2 separate regions of the Mus musculus genome follow, and region 2 is linked to region 1. A link is a contact called in public HiCAR-type data. All regions are on one chromosome and are shown on one strand. The core of a region is the stretch at or near the end of the contact, and the rest is flanking DNA. Distances in the headings are between cores, read along the strand shown.

Region 1 (6,978 bases), core at 971-3,470:
GAGAAAGAATGAAGGAAGATTTGGTATTGAAAGTAGGATTCGTTAATAAAAGAAGAAGCTTGTAAAAATGTCCAGTTATAAGTAACAGGCTAGGTGACAACTTCATTTGTCAGCTCTCTCAGTATCCCAGTAATATATCCCATCAAGTCTGGATACTCTCATTTCCCTGTACCTTTTCATTTTTATTTCATTTCTTGAGACCTTGAACATAAATCTTGAGATAAACATGAGAAATGATGGAGGAAGCCATCAGCTAACTTTAGAATCTTTCTTCACCATTACCAATGAAGGCCAGGCAGATACTCTTGGTCTGTGCTGCCACCAGAATCCCTGTTGATGTCCATGAGCTGGGCTGCTATTGACCGCTATGAAGGGTGCCCATAGCCCAGGCTCTAACACAGGGCCATGCTGATTTCCTTGATACATACTGCCACTGGGGACCATGCTGAGATTCATGTTGGTAGTGGATGCCCACAGTCTGTGCTGTTGCCAGAAATGATGTGGAAGTCCACGATGTATGTTCCTGCTGACTGACTGACTGACTGTAAAGGGCAAAGAAGCTACTTTTGCAGTGGAATTGATGACTGCACCCCAAACAACTTCAAATCCTTTGAGGAATATGAGACACCTACAAATTATAAAGCAAGTTGGTAACGAGAGATCTAAAATCTTACTCCAAATCCATAGGCAGGGGCTGAAACCAATTTCAACTCTATCAGCATAGAGAATATTGAGGGCTCTGAAAATGTTCCTCCTTTCCTCTTTGAGCCAAGGATGCATCCTCTACATTATACTAGGTGCTTCTACTGTAAAGGTTTCCTACCATTCTCTCATTCTCTGACCCCAGTTTCATAGCCAGTCCAAAGAAGACTCAAGCATTGTCCTCTCTCTGGCCACAATACATGCTGAGGCATGGGACTATCAGTATTACACTCACATATGTTGGTCCCCTTTGCTGGCTGTAAGTCATCTCTATATTGTAAGCACACTGAATGATTCAACAAAGCAATCCCACAGACGCTATTTCTTATTTGAGTTAAGGTGCCTTTCACCTTAAAGCCATTAGTAAGCTTTTTGTGAAATCCCAGAGAAGGTCATATCCCTTTCAAATAAGCTTTTATTTTCACAGTATGCTGGGAGCAGGGAGCTGTGTGGGCCTGGCTATTGGGCAATGTTCAAACAGAAAGCTTCTGTGATGGATGGGCTGGAGATTGCCATCAAGTACAAGGAGTTGATAAACCAGTATTTTTACAGAAGCAAATACAAACTGTGGTTATCCAAGCAGATACATCCTGGTATTCCTTACTGTGTCTTCAACAGGACTTCCTTGGTGACTTTTTTTTTTCTTTTTGTCTTCTTAGAAATCACACACACACACACACACACACACACACACACACACACACACACACACAATTCTCCTGCCTTCAATTGTGGATTTCAGATTCAGAGGTTTGGGCTCAGAGCTGTGGCTCGCACAAATGCTGGATCCAAGACAGAGCTCTGTCTTTCTCATTGCTGAGCATAGTGCAAATTCAGTACAGAAGAGATTTGGGAGTCTGGGGGGAAGAAGATTCAAATCCTGACATTACCATCACAACTTCACACCAAGTTGCTCTGTTCTTTGGGGCCTTAGTTACCACCTTTTTGAACAGTCTCTTTTCCCAACCAGGATTTTGTAAAGAACTGAGAGCCATAAAAGGGGTTAATAAACAGACACTGGCATCTAATTAAAACCTAGTAAGTATAGGGTTCTTTTTGTCCCAGGCCTTGGGGAAGTTGAAGCAGAAAAGAAATGGGGAGAAAGTCTTTACTGAGGTTGCTCAAAGCTGCTGAGAGAGGACTTTTCATAGAAGCTGCTTTCTTTGTAACTATATATTTTTACCTTTTTTGGACGGAGATGTGGGCCAGTATTTCTTCTGTCTAGCTTTCCTTCTCCTCTTGCTCAGGTGTCTGAAACCACCAATTGTTCTTTTAATGAATGGGGTCACAGTGAGTCCCCTTACCACCACAGTGCTTCCTAAGGGCCCACCTCCATTTGTACCTAAACTTGACCTTCCTCTTGCTATTGCTCTTCAGTGACCAATTTCTAAATTCCAGGAACTCGGGGCTGTACTCTAAAGAGCAGCTTTTCTCACTTCTGGCTCTGGGCTTTGACCCACACAACACATCCTGTTAGAAAAAAAAAGTACCAAAAATGGTAATGACAGAGGCATGCACCTCCCCCTGTCTCCTCCCCCTGTCTCCTCCCCCATCCTGATAGTACCTCCAGGAGGTTGAACCTGTGAGGAGGGAGGCTTGCTATCTTTTCATGTGCTGTGAGGATCCTGTGTCTGTTTCTTTGCATTATGAATGCAATGCACATTGTACAAAAGTAAACTACTATGAGTAAAAGGTCTCTATCCCAGTCCTATCCTCAACCCCTGAATTCTGCCCCTGAGAATCAACCTGCTGTTGCACATTTATTGTGTCTGTCTATGGGATTCAATGTGTACATATTTGGTGGCATTTTGTTACTCAAAGTGTGGCATGGTGTCGCACCCGCCTCGTTCTATTGAGAGCACCATGCTCCATTAATCATTTTCCCATACCTCCCTCTTTCTAAACCAAGGGATAATCCTTAGGCATATGAACCTCTGGTTCATTCAAGGAGTTAGCTGAAGGGCATTAAAATTGCTTGAAAAGAAAAAAAAAGAGCAAATAAGCAAGACTGTAGCTCAGTGGCAGTGCTTGCCCAGCATACAGGTTAGCTCCTAGTTCCCTTCTCAGTACTGGGTTCAGCTCCCAGTACTGTCAAAAGACAGGGAGGTGGGGAAGAAAATGGAGAAGCAGTTAATACCCCTGATACCTATGTCCCTACATAATTTCCTTGGATTTAATTCTACATCCAGTGAGAAAATGGGAGGTTTGGAGGCATTGTGTTGTGATTCAAGTACACAAACACCTGGAATTCCTGGAATGTTCCTGCCTGTGTCTCTTGTCATTTTTGTAGAACTCTCCTTTGAAGATTGGGTGCAGAGGTCACTTCCTCTAGTCTTAAACCGTTCTAAACCAGCTCCAGCTGGGGAAATTCACTACTCACTTCTTGAGTATCAATGGTGGTTTCCAAGCTGCAGCTGTGCAAGCACCTCTTCCTCCACCGAGAGACTTGTGAACCCAGATTTCTGAACTACAACCTCTACTCCACCCCCACACACCCCCTTCCAGCCTCACCCCTCCAGAACTTACTACTCTAGAATTCTTAGTGAGCTCTGAGCATGTGCCTTCCTAGCAAGGGCCTGGTGGTGCCCCATCACTTGTCAGAAGCACACTTGGAGAGCCAGTTGCCTCCCTTGTGCCCTCTGCTGAGTTAAGCTTCCTCCCTACCACACCTCAAACATAGGGCATGGATTGGTTCTTTGAAATGCTCAACCACCCTTTCTTTCTTTTTAGTCCAACATCCATGTGAAGGCTGGGGTGATTAGCCCACATTTTCCCTTCATGATTTGGCAGAATTCCCAAAAACACTGTAGTAGTTGTGTGTATGTGTGTATGTGTGTGTGTGTGCGTGCGTGCGTGTGTGTGTGTGTGTGTGAAATGAATAAATGTGTTGAAATAACTTATTGCATTTCTGATAGTGTACCTTTAGGGACTTATGTGTCTTCCATGTCCAGTGCTACCAGCTTTGCTTTGTTGGTCTGCTCTGTAACTGGTACTCTAAATTTTACCTCCACCTCTTGTTTAGTTATTATCTCTGTGGCAGGAGAGGTGATGTTATAATAAAATGTGACTATAAATGTAAGAACTGACACTCTTTATTTCTAGCCATAAATCCTCATATATCCATGTCATTCTATATGTAATGTCCCCCATTCTTGGCATCACTATAACCTCTGTTCCTCATACCAAATTGGTTCTACTCTGTGACACAGGAAAGGTAGTAGATTCTAGTATGACCACACGAGGCCAAGGCTTTGAAATTCTCTAACACTTTGGGACCAGGAAAAGATACAAATTCTGGAGGGAGAAGGAGACTGTAATGAATGAAAATAGAAGAGTAAAGCCCATGGAAAGCCAGACAATAAAGTAGCTGGTGGTGATGGCTGAAAGACATCATAGCCTGGAAACATAAACTTTGTGGTCAGGTAATGTCAAGGAGGGTGTCTTAGTCGGGTTTCTATTCCTGCACAAACATCATGACCAAGAAGCAAGTTGGGGAGGAAAGGGTTTATTCAGCTTACACTTCCACATTGCTGTTCATTACCAGGGAAGTCAGGACTGGAACACAAGCAGGTCAGGAAGCAGGAGCTGATGCAGAGGCCATGGAGGGATGTTACTTACTGGCTTGCTTCTCCTGGCTTGCTCAGCTTGTTTTCTTATAGAGCCCAGGACTACCAGCCCGGGGATGGCACCACCCACAAGGGGCCCTCCCCACTTGATCACTAATTGAGAAAATGCCTTACAGCTGGATCTCATGGAGGTATTTCTCGCCTGAAGCTCCTTTCTCTGTGATAACTCGAGCTTGTGTCAAGTTGACACAAAACCAGCCAGTATAGAGGGTGTTCTTTCTATTAGCAAACTCAGATATAGGACATCGATCAATGAACCCACAACAAGCTGTTTCAGGCTAGATTAGCTGACTTGCTGTATATGTGTGTGTTTGTGTGTGTGTGTATTCATTCTATGGCACACATGAGAAGGTCAAATAACTTCAGGATTTGTCCTCACTTTGTACCTTGTTTGAGATGGATCACACTGTGTTCACGGCTATATATGACAGCCAAGTGGGGCTGGCTCACAGGTTTCTGGTGGTCATCCTGTCCTTGCCTCTGAGTTTGGCATATGAGTACTGGGATGACAGACAGGCTTTTGTGCTCAACTCTCCCATGGGTTCTGGGGGTTCAAATTCATGTACTCATACAACAAGCACTGAGGCATTTCCCTGGTCCTAAGAGGTGCTTTTATAATATTCTCATTTTTCTGCAGAAGAAGAGAAGACAAAAACAAAACCCTACAGCGTTTAAAAAGAGATAGTACAAAAGAAAAATTACTCTAAAGTTAATCTTTGTTTCCCCCCTCCCCCCAGTATTTTTTTCCCTTTGTGTGACAACCAGCGCAAGCAGCCAGGAAGACCAGTCATTTTAAAACCTGCTTTAGCATCTGCTAAAAGTTGACTGTAGTCAGTCAACTTACATGTTGGGTTATGACAGAAATGACATCGACTGTCTCTCCCCTTCCCACTGTGTTCTGGTATCCATTACTAAGTCACCTCCCCGCTGAGGAAACTTGTGTTGTTTCTTGTAGGGATAGAGACGACCTTTGGACAAGGATACCTCTAGCATGGCCAGCCCACTGTACCTTGACAGCTGGAGAGGACCCCTCCTTCTAAGCCTCAGCAGGAAGCAGTAAGAAAAGGAAGCAGTGAGACTTGGTAACTCCTTTGCCAGTCACACCTTTGTACGTAAAGCAGCAACCTGCTGTTTTGTGCCAGGTACCAAATGCCAGCATTATCATACTTCACATGGCTGATTAGATTTCCATAAGTTTGCTGGCTTCTCCCTTTTCCAACTGATTGGTCCAAGGTCAAAATAAAATTGCTTTCAGAATAGTCTCTAGTTGAAGCAACAAATGTTTTAAGTGCACTAATCAACAATTTTTTTTTTAATTAACTACTCATTACAAAGCACCTCAGAGCAGTGGCTTTCACTATTTAAATGCATTGAATCATGGAGAGATGCCACAGATGGTGGCAGACACCTGTACTCCTAGCACTTACCCAGCTGAGAGCGCCTAGAATTCAAGGCCAGCCTGGAGTGCTGGATCATACTACCCAGGCTTCAGATTTTAGTAGCTCTGGGATGGAAACTGGACATCTGCATGAGTCACATGTTCCCAAGTCATGCTAACACTGCAAGTCCAGGACTAACCGAGAGAACTGCTGATGTGGAGGATGGAAAACATTCTAACCTGCAGATTTTTAGAGATTTAATATCTGTAAGCCTCAGCTTATAGTAGATAGGGACATACAGACCCAATAAATCTAGCAGGTACACTTAAAATCTGGAAAGAAAACATTATTACTTTTTCTTTCAGTTATGGGTGTATATTTTCACACACGTACACACACACACACATGTTCATGTGTGTATATGTTCTTGTGTGTACATTTATGCTTATGTGTGTATAGTATGTATATTATATGTGTGCATGTTTTTGTTTGTGTAGGTATGTCTGTGTATATCTCTGTGTGTGCATATGGAAGTATTAGTTCACCTTGGTTATTATCCCTCAAGAACTGCTAACCTTGTATTTTGAGACAAGGCCTCTCACTAGGACTAGGGAAGTCACTGTTTAGGTTATACTGTCCCGAAATGAGCCCCAAGTATGCTATTGTCTATTCTTCTACAGGACTATAAGCCTGGGCCACCACGCCCAGCTTCATATCCAAACCGTAGAGACTGAAGTCAGTTTCTGATGCTTTCAGTGGCTGAGCTACCTCCCCAGCCCCTTTCTTCTTTTTTTTTCTCTTCCCTACCTCTACTCCTCCCCTTTTCTTTGTTGTGGTTTCTTCCAAGCTGTGTACAGGGGAGGAGGGGATAATCATAATAAGTAGGGGTTCTAGCACCTGTTAGTGGCTTGGCAGGCTTTGTTCCCACCATGTTTGAAATGCAAAGGTCTTCATGGATGCTCTCGGGCATGGATCATTTCCACTTCCTTAGAGCATCTCATTCATCAGGAGACCAGTTCTCTTCTAAAAATAGCTTAGTCAACTTTTCTCTCTTGGTATGAGTATCCAAAGACATTGAGGACTCCTACCACCGTCATCAGTTCTAGAAAACAGGTGCATTAGGGCAGAAATGAGCAAGATCTGGCCCAAGACCTTGGATCCATCACTTAATAGCCTGTGAACTCGAGTGTGGAACTTGTGCTGCTTCGCTGGACACAAATTAGAATTGACTATGAAGAGGAACCTCAATTGAGAAAATGCTTCCCTCAGAT
Region 2 (6,610 bases), core at 1,566-4,065, 330 kb after region 1:
ATGAAGTCCTCAGGATTAAATAGATTGATTGAAACGTATTTATCATTGTCTCAGTTAAGAATTTTCTCCATCCTGGACCATGTAGAGACTGCCATAGCCAGGGATCCACCCCATAATCAGCATCCAAACGCTGACACCATTGCATACACTAGCAAGATTTTATTGAAAGGACGCAGATGTAGCTGTCTCTTGTGAGACTATGCCGGGGCCCAGCAAACACAGAAGTGGATGCTCACAGTCAGCTAATGGATGGATCATAGGGCTCCCAATGGAGGAGCTAGAGAAAGTAGCCAAGGAGCTAAAGGGATCTGCAACCCTATAGGTGGAACAACATTATGAGCTAACCAGTACCCCGGAGCTCTTGACTCTAGCTGCATATATATCAAAAGATGGCCTAGTCGGCCATCACTGGAAAGAGAGGCCCATTGGACTTGCAAACTTTATATGCCCCAGTACAGGGGAATACCAGGGCCAAAAAGGGGGAGTGGGTGGGCAGGGGAGTGGGGGTGGGTGGATATGGGGGACTTTTGGTATAGCATTGGAAATGTAAATGAGTTAAATACCTAATAAAAAATGGAAAAAAAAAAGAATTTTCTCCATCCTATTCCATTTATTGACTTGAAAAGGCCTGGCATTATTAAATTTTCCAACTTAAAAAATATTAAAAAAAAACACATTTCTGGTCTTATTTCTCTTCCATTTTCACATACAAAATATCTGTTTTTATCCTTGAGTGTTAACATAATCCAAAGGCAGCCATGTGCAGTCAATGTGCAGTAATAGGGTTCTCTTGCTACAGTTTTTAAATAAGATCATGGTTTGCCAGGCATGCAAATTCTACTGTAAGCACCCACAAGTTGGATTGAAACCAAACTTTTTGCATAATTAAATGACCTAACCCTCCTTCTTGTATTAGTTTTGTTCGTTACATTTCCTTGCCAATTAATGCTTTCTTTTACCTTTTTGTTACAGAAACACCCAACACTGAATTATCAAATTCCCTCTGATGTTTGATGAATAGCATACAGTCCTGAAATCTCAATGATCTAGTGAACAAGACCAACAATCACTTTCTCATATCAGAGCTTATTGTAGATGCAATTGGTTTCTTAGATTTTCCTCAAAGCCATAAGTGTGCCAGTCTGTCACCACATGACTATCTCTTGAAGGGTTTTCTCTGTCTGCCAACTGAACACTGGGAGAACAGAGAGTATGTGTTGAGAACCTTGAGGAGTTGCCAAGGGCTGGGCTAGGGGGTGCTCTACATTACTCATGTGCAGGTCTCATTGCCTGGAATTGTCATAGGGTCACAGAGAATTCTGGGATATCTAAATTGTATTTGTTCACAGGAGAAGGAAGAAGGATTGAGAAAACTCTAGACACTAAACTTTTGATTTGTGTGTCTATCCTACATATTTCTCTTAATAGAAAATATTTCTTAATGAATACTTAAGATTTGCAGGACTTCTTATGTGTGTGTTATGTTGCAGCCCTCTAAATATCTTTTTGATATTATTTTTATTCTCTTTGTTAGGTAGTAGAAGAAAGGCTTATGAGTTTAATCATATCATGTATATAAAGTTTCTATATACTCAGTACCCTGTTCAGTTTCGGACAAAAAGTTAGCACCAAACTGATGCATGTTTTTGTTATGTTTATGTACAAGTACAAGAAGGTGACTGAGCAATAACCTTAAAAAATGTGTGTTATAAGTGAGATTTGGTCTCTGTAAGAAGGAAATACATGCTAGGTAGCACAAAAAAAGATGGTAGAATGATGCTATGAAAATAGCATCACAATGATGGTTGTGTGGCTGTGTAAATACCCTCCCATGGGTGTTCACTTTGATTCGCAAGTTTGAACAGCATGTAAATCCTATCTCAATAAAGTTGTTAAAAGGAGAATGTATGACAGTAAAGAATATCAGATACTTCATCCATTGTAATATCTTCTCTTCCCAGTCCTGAAGAATATGAGAAGATTGAAGACTTAACAAAACTTTCTACCCTTTCCATTCAGTTTTCATGACTTTTATTAGTAAGAAATAAAAACAAAACAACAACAACAACAAAAAACCTATACTATGTAGAGGAAGTCCATGAGAAGCCACTGAATATTTTGTAAATCATCTCCTATTCTTGGTGTGAATTACATTCATGATGGTGGACCAGAAAGGTACATTCTCCCCTTGATCACTTTGCCGTAGCAGAAACAAACACACATAGAAATTTTTTTTTTCTATTCAACTAGTCTTATGTTTTTTAAAGCCACAGGAGACAAGAATAAGCATGCCTTATGGAGCTACTTAGTGGGGTCTTTGATTTGATTTGAACGTTCTTTACCATTCATGAGATAACTTAGTAGTAAAAGGCAGTGAACGTATATATCCAAAACCTGCAACTTTCCCCTCACTATGCCTACACAAAGTCTCATATGAAATTTCTTGTATTAAGTGCACACCAAGGCTGATGAACCAATGACTGTGACAGACCAGTGGTCTTTCAACATTGATCTTTGCCCATCCTGAGCCAGAAAAAAAAGCTCTTGGGAATCAGCCTTGCTCAGTCTGGTTATGAAGTTGAATTTGAAGTTTGTTATCATTAGATAAAATAGTCTTCCTTCTTCCCCTTCCAAGAGACAAGTGGGAACTGGCAGAGGTTCTGACATGGTTGGTATGATGAGGGTGGGAGAGGGCAACTTAAGATGGGCACAGAGAGAATAATGGAAGTAGTGTATCGTATTCAAAAGTTCTGTGAAGCTTTGCTGAATTGAGGCCCTGTACTCAGACACTCAGCAGGGGGTTTCCCAATTCTGCCCCAGCCATCTGGGAAATTCTCCAAAGCCACCCAGTGACTTTCTACCTAGTATATGAATGGGGTCAGTGGGTGAGGGAGTTAGCTGTTTTTCCTTTATATGAACTTTAGTGCAGACATTAAACAGATGAACCTTCTACATACAAAGATCTTATGGTTGTACTGCAATGCAACTTTATAAGATTGTGCTCAACCTCTGCAACAAAGCTTTAAATATATAATTGTCTTTCTTTTACTAATGAAAGACTTTCCTATTGAGAAAGTTAGGTATAATGACAGATTTTGCAGAGAAAATAAAAGATCTTTATCTTCTTAATGTTCTAGCACTTTAATATTCAATGCTGATTAAGACATATTTTTATAAATGAGAAATCTTAAAACAAACATTGTTATGTCTTGACAAAAATTAATGGTGTAATCAAGCATTAATAGTGTCCAATGACTACCTACTGTGTTTCCCGTTCTACATATGAGCAGGTCAGTGCTTTAAGAGTAGAAGAAAGCAAGCCAGAGAGAGGTAGCAACTATCTCATTCAAACACCTCAAGTAGCAACACCAAGGGGCAGGGTTAATTTCAAAGCAGAAATACCAAAACTTACTAATCTCATGGAGAACCAAATGTGCATCAAATAGGTTCCTTTGAAAATTCTTCAGTTTTGCTAGAGGTGCTGGATAGCATCAGAGGATAAGCTTTGAAATTAAAGGACTTAATGGAGCTTCTCCTAAAATCTTTCCAAAGGATAGATATGATAAAATGGCCCTTACTGAAATTTAGTCAATTGCAAGACACAGAATACTTCAACTCTTCTGATAAAGTATCTTGGGGTCAATTCTATAATTCTTTATTAACAGTCCATATGTTTTATATATATATATATATATATATATATATATATATATATATATATATATATGTATAATATATGATAAAAGCAGTAAAACTTTGTATCTGGTAGAGTTTACACATGGAAAGCACAGTCTCTGAACTCTAAGATGATAAGTCAGCCTGGTTAGTCATGTGGTATGGATAGAAAAAGAACATGAAAATGGATAACATCCCCTTAAGAGAATGTCCAAAACTAGAACTTGCCCTGCTTTTAGTAACTCGTGCTTACAGCTCTCTCACATCCCCTGAGTCCTCCCCTCCCCTCAACCTCCAGCAAATTCATTGTTTCAGCAGTATGGGACTAGAATCAGAAAGCCTTCACATCAGAGAGAAGAGCAAAAGCCATAGAAGAAAGTCAGAGAGAAGTTTGGTTTAGAGGACACTGGGGTAGTTAATACTATGTTCACATAAAGTTCCAAGTAAAAAAAAAAAAGAGTATAGCAGGTAAAAATGAAACAAGTTCTAATAAATTGCACACGAGCCTCACTCTTTGTTCTTTGTGACACACTGAATACAGTCATGTAAGTGGTGTAGTCTCTATGAAGCATCAACAAATTGTCCCCACATGGAAAAACAGGCTTCCTATTACTGTCAGATAAAATGTGTTGAAACCATATTTTCACACAGAATTTCCTGACTTTTAAATGTCATCTCGATCTTATTTTTAAAAACACCTAGCAGACTAAACTATGAGGCACCTGCTCTTCAGCTCTGCCTTCCAGTCTCTTTTTTCCTATTTACAAAATAGGGTTAACAACTTGTAATTGATAGTGTTGTAAAGACTGAAATATTTGACATCTAAGGTTGCTTTATATGAATTACTTTTATGAACTATATGCGCTATATTGTGAACTATATTTATTAGTGATTAAATAGTGAGGATACAATAAATTAGCTATGTAGATTAGGTTCCACCGTAGAAGTGACTAAATGCCTTATAACTTCCTGTCTAGAATATCACTGAATTCTTTGGATTTAAGGTTGAAGTCAATCAAAGACAGATGATCTTATCTTTGCCAGCATTTTAACTTGCTGTGCCTTCCTGGATAAGTGCCCTGTATTTGTAATGACTCTTAGTGATGAGAGGCTCTCGCAATGGATTAATGATGCCTACCAGAGTCTCAGTAAAATAAGTGTCCATACACATATATATCCACTGGCCATCCTTGGACTAGTTGAGTTTTCAATTCATGGTCAGCTCTAATAGCTTACCAAATGAGAATTGACCAAGTCTGGTTGTGTTCAGTATGTCATAATGCATGCCGAGGTGTGCACTCTGAAGTTCACTTTGGCAACAAAACATTAACTGATGGAGTTTGTATGTGATAGACAACCACACAAACCAGTTTTGCTTCTTCTTAATTTTATGCCGGATCTAGACCCAGGGCTTCACAGAACAGGTTGTGTTATCTAATGTCATCATTTCACAGTATACATGGTAAGTGCTTGCCTACTTCATCTAGGTTGAAGTAGAAAAAGAGGAAATTTCATCTTATATGTGAGATGTTAATAATACCACTGTGTGGATTTACTAAATGTATCACCTAGCATTTTCATTAATACAGAGAGAAAATGTATAAAATAGGAGAGGTGAGCAATCCCAGAAGTTTCTGTCATTGCTGCTCAAATGTTCCCACCAAAACCCAAGGGGAAGATTGCCTACATCGCAGTATCTGAAGCCAGGCATAAGAGGAAATGTTATTAAGGGAATCTTATTTCATATCTTAAGAAAAAGTTAAAGTACTCTCCATAGTAGGACTCTTTTCTAGTTTGTAGAGCTTTTATATTAAAATGTTCTAGTATAACTGCTGGACAAAAAAAAAAAAAAAGCATGGAAGTTTCCCTATGTACTTTTGGATCTCTAAATGCTTATAAGGACACACAGACCAATAAATACACAGTAAGTCTAGTAGATTAGCATTTCTGAATGCTCACAGAAGACACTATTAGTATTGCTAATGAAGAAGAAAAAGAGTAAGCTTCACAGCTGAAATCAGATGTGAGTGAAGGGACAGAATTATAATATTACCAGAAGAGTCTGTGCAAAGATTTGGATATATTCCATTGCACAGTGTCTCCAGGATACTGCAAATAGTTTTTGTACTGTTGGATATGAGGTTTCCAGACTGAATGAGGCCAGAGTAAGGGCGGTCCACTGAGTATAAGAAGTAACTGTTAGACACATCATCATCTTCTTAAATATGTATTCCTCATTATTCTTTATAATTGCCCCTGTTCTTGCTTAACTTCCCACTCACAGACCAAAGAACAGGTCAGGTGGAAGTGCTTATAAAAAATTATTATTCATCCATAAACCATACTTTAAAACCAAATCATCTGTGACAAACTCTGTCCTGGCCTTGGCCACCTATCAAAAGGATCCCTTTACTGGTGATCGGTGGTTCTCCAGGACCTGGAACGGAGCCAAGAAGGAAACAGCCACTGATGAAAGAGTAGGGTAGCAATTCAGGGAGCCCCAAACGTCTTCTCCAGAGTAAGAGCTGAAGGGTTCTTTAATAAAAAGCATTCTGTCTGTTCAGGAATCATTCAACAAGTACACCCCCACACCACACACACACACACACACACACACATCAGGGTGGAAATACCTTCTGAAAGTTAATAACAATCCACCTTCTGTGTGTAACCTTGTGATCCTTTTGAGGAAATATTTACAATAGAAAGCTACACTGTGCCACAGAACACCAGCTCTGTTTCTGGGTGCCTGAGGACCAGCATGGCTTTGAAGATGCCTTTTCCTCTCTGCTTCCTCTGGAGACGACCTGAACAGTGCCTGTCTTCTTGATCCTAGTAGCCCTACCACTGGCATGAACTTTAGAACATTTTCACATGCACAAGCCCAAGTCAACAATGTTGTTCTTGCTATGAATTGTTGGACATTAGGAAACAT

What was found. HiCAR-type assays count read pairs that join an accessible place to other places.
Region 2: a contact with region 1 is called in a HiCAR-type map of Th17 cells, with 3 times the contacts expected there. The contact joins two enhancer-like sites. A contact is called at or near these places in 1 of 39 promoter capture datasets (hippocampal neurons), 3 of 484 Hi-C or Micro-C datasets (the N1E-115 cell line, Th1 cells and Th2 cells), 1 of 115 datasets of contacts at active chromatin or transcription factors (Th17 cells) and 1 of 9 other capture datasets (embryonic stem cells).

What each region holds. Positions count from the first base shown.
Region 1 is chr15:62,455,076-62,462,053 of GRCm38.p6, forward strand. No RefSeq gene overlaps it. Among named protein-coding and RNA genes, the nearest start is that of Gm41333, 210 kb to the right of the region's middle. Within about 2 kb of position 2,221, at least 34 of the 459 cell types and tissues checked have an H3K27ac peak or open chromatin away from gene starts, as enhancers often do. A contact at or near this core is called in Th1 cells and Th17 cells, where this site is marked.
Region 2 is chr15:62,783,741-62,790,350 of GRCm38.p6, forward strand. No RefSeq gene overlaps it. Among named protein-coding and RNA genes, the nearest start is that of Gm22521, 6.2 kb to the right of the region's middle. Within about 2 kb of position 2,816, at least 6 of the 459 cell types and tissues checked have an H3K27ac peak or open chromatin away from gene starts, as enhancers often do. A contact at or near this core is called in Th1 cells and Th17 cells, where this site is marked.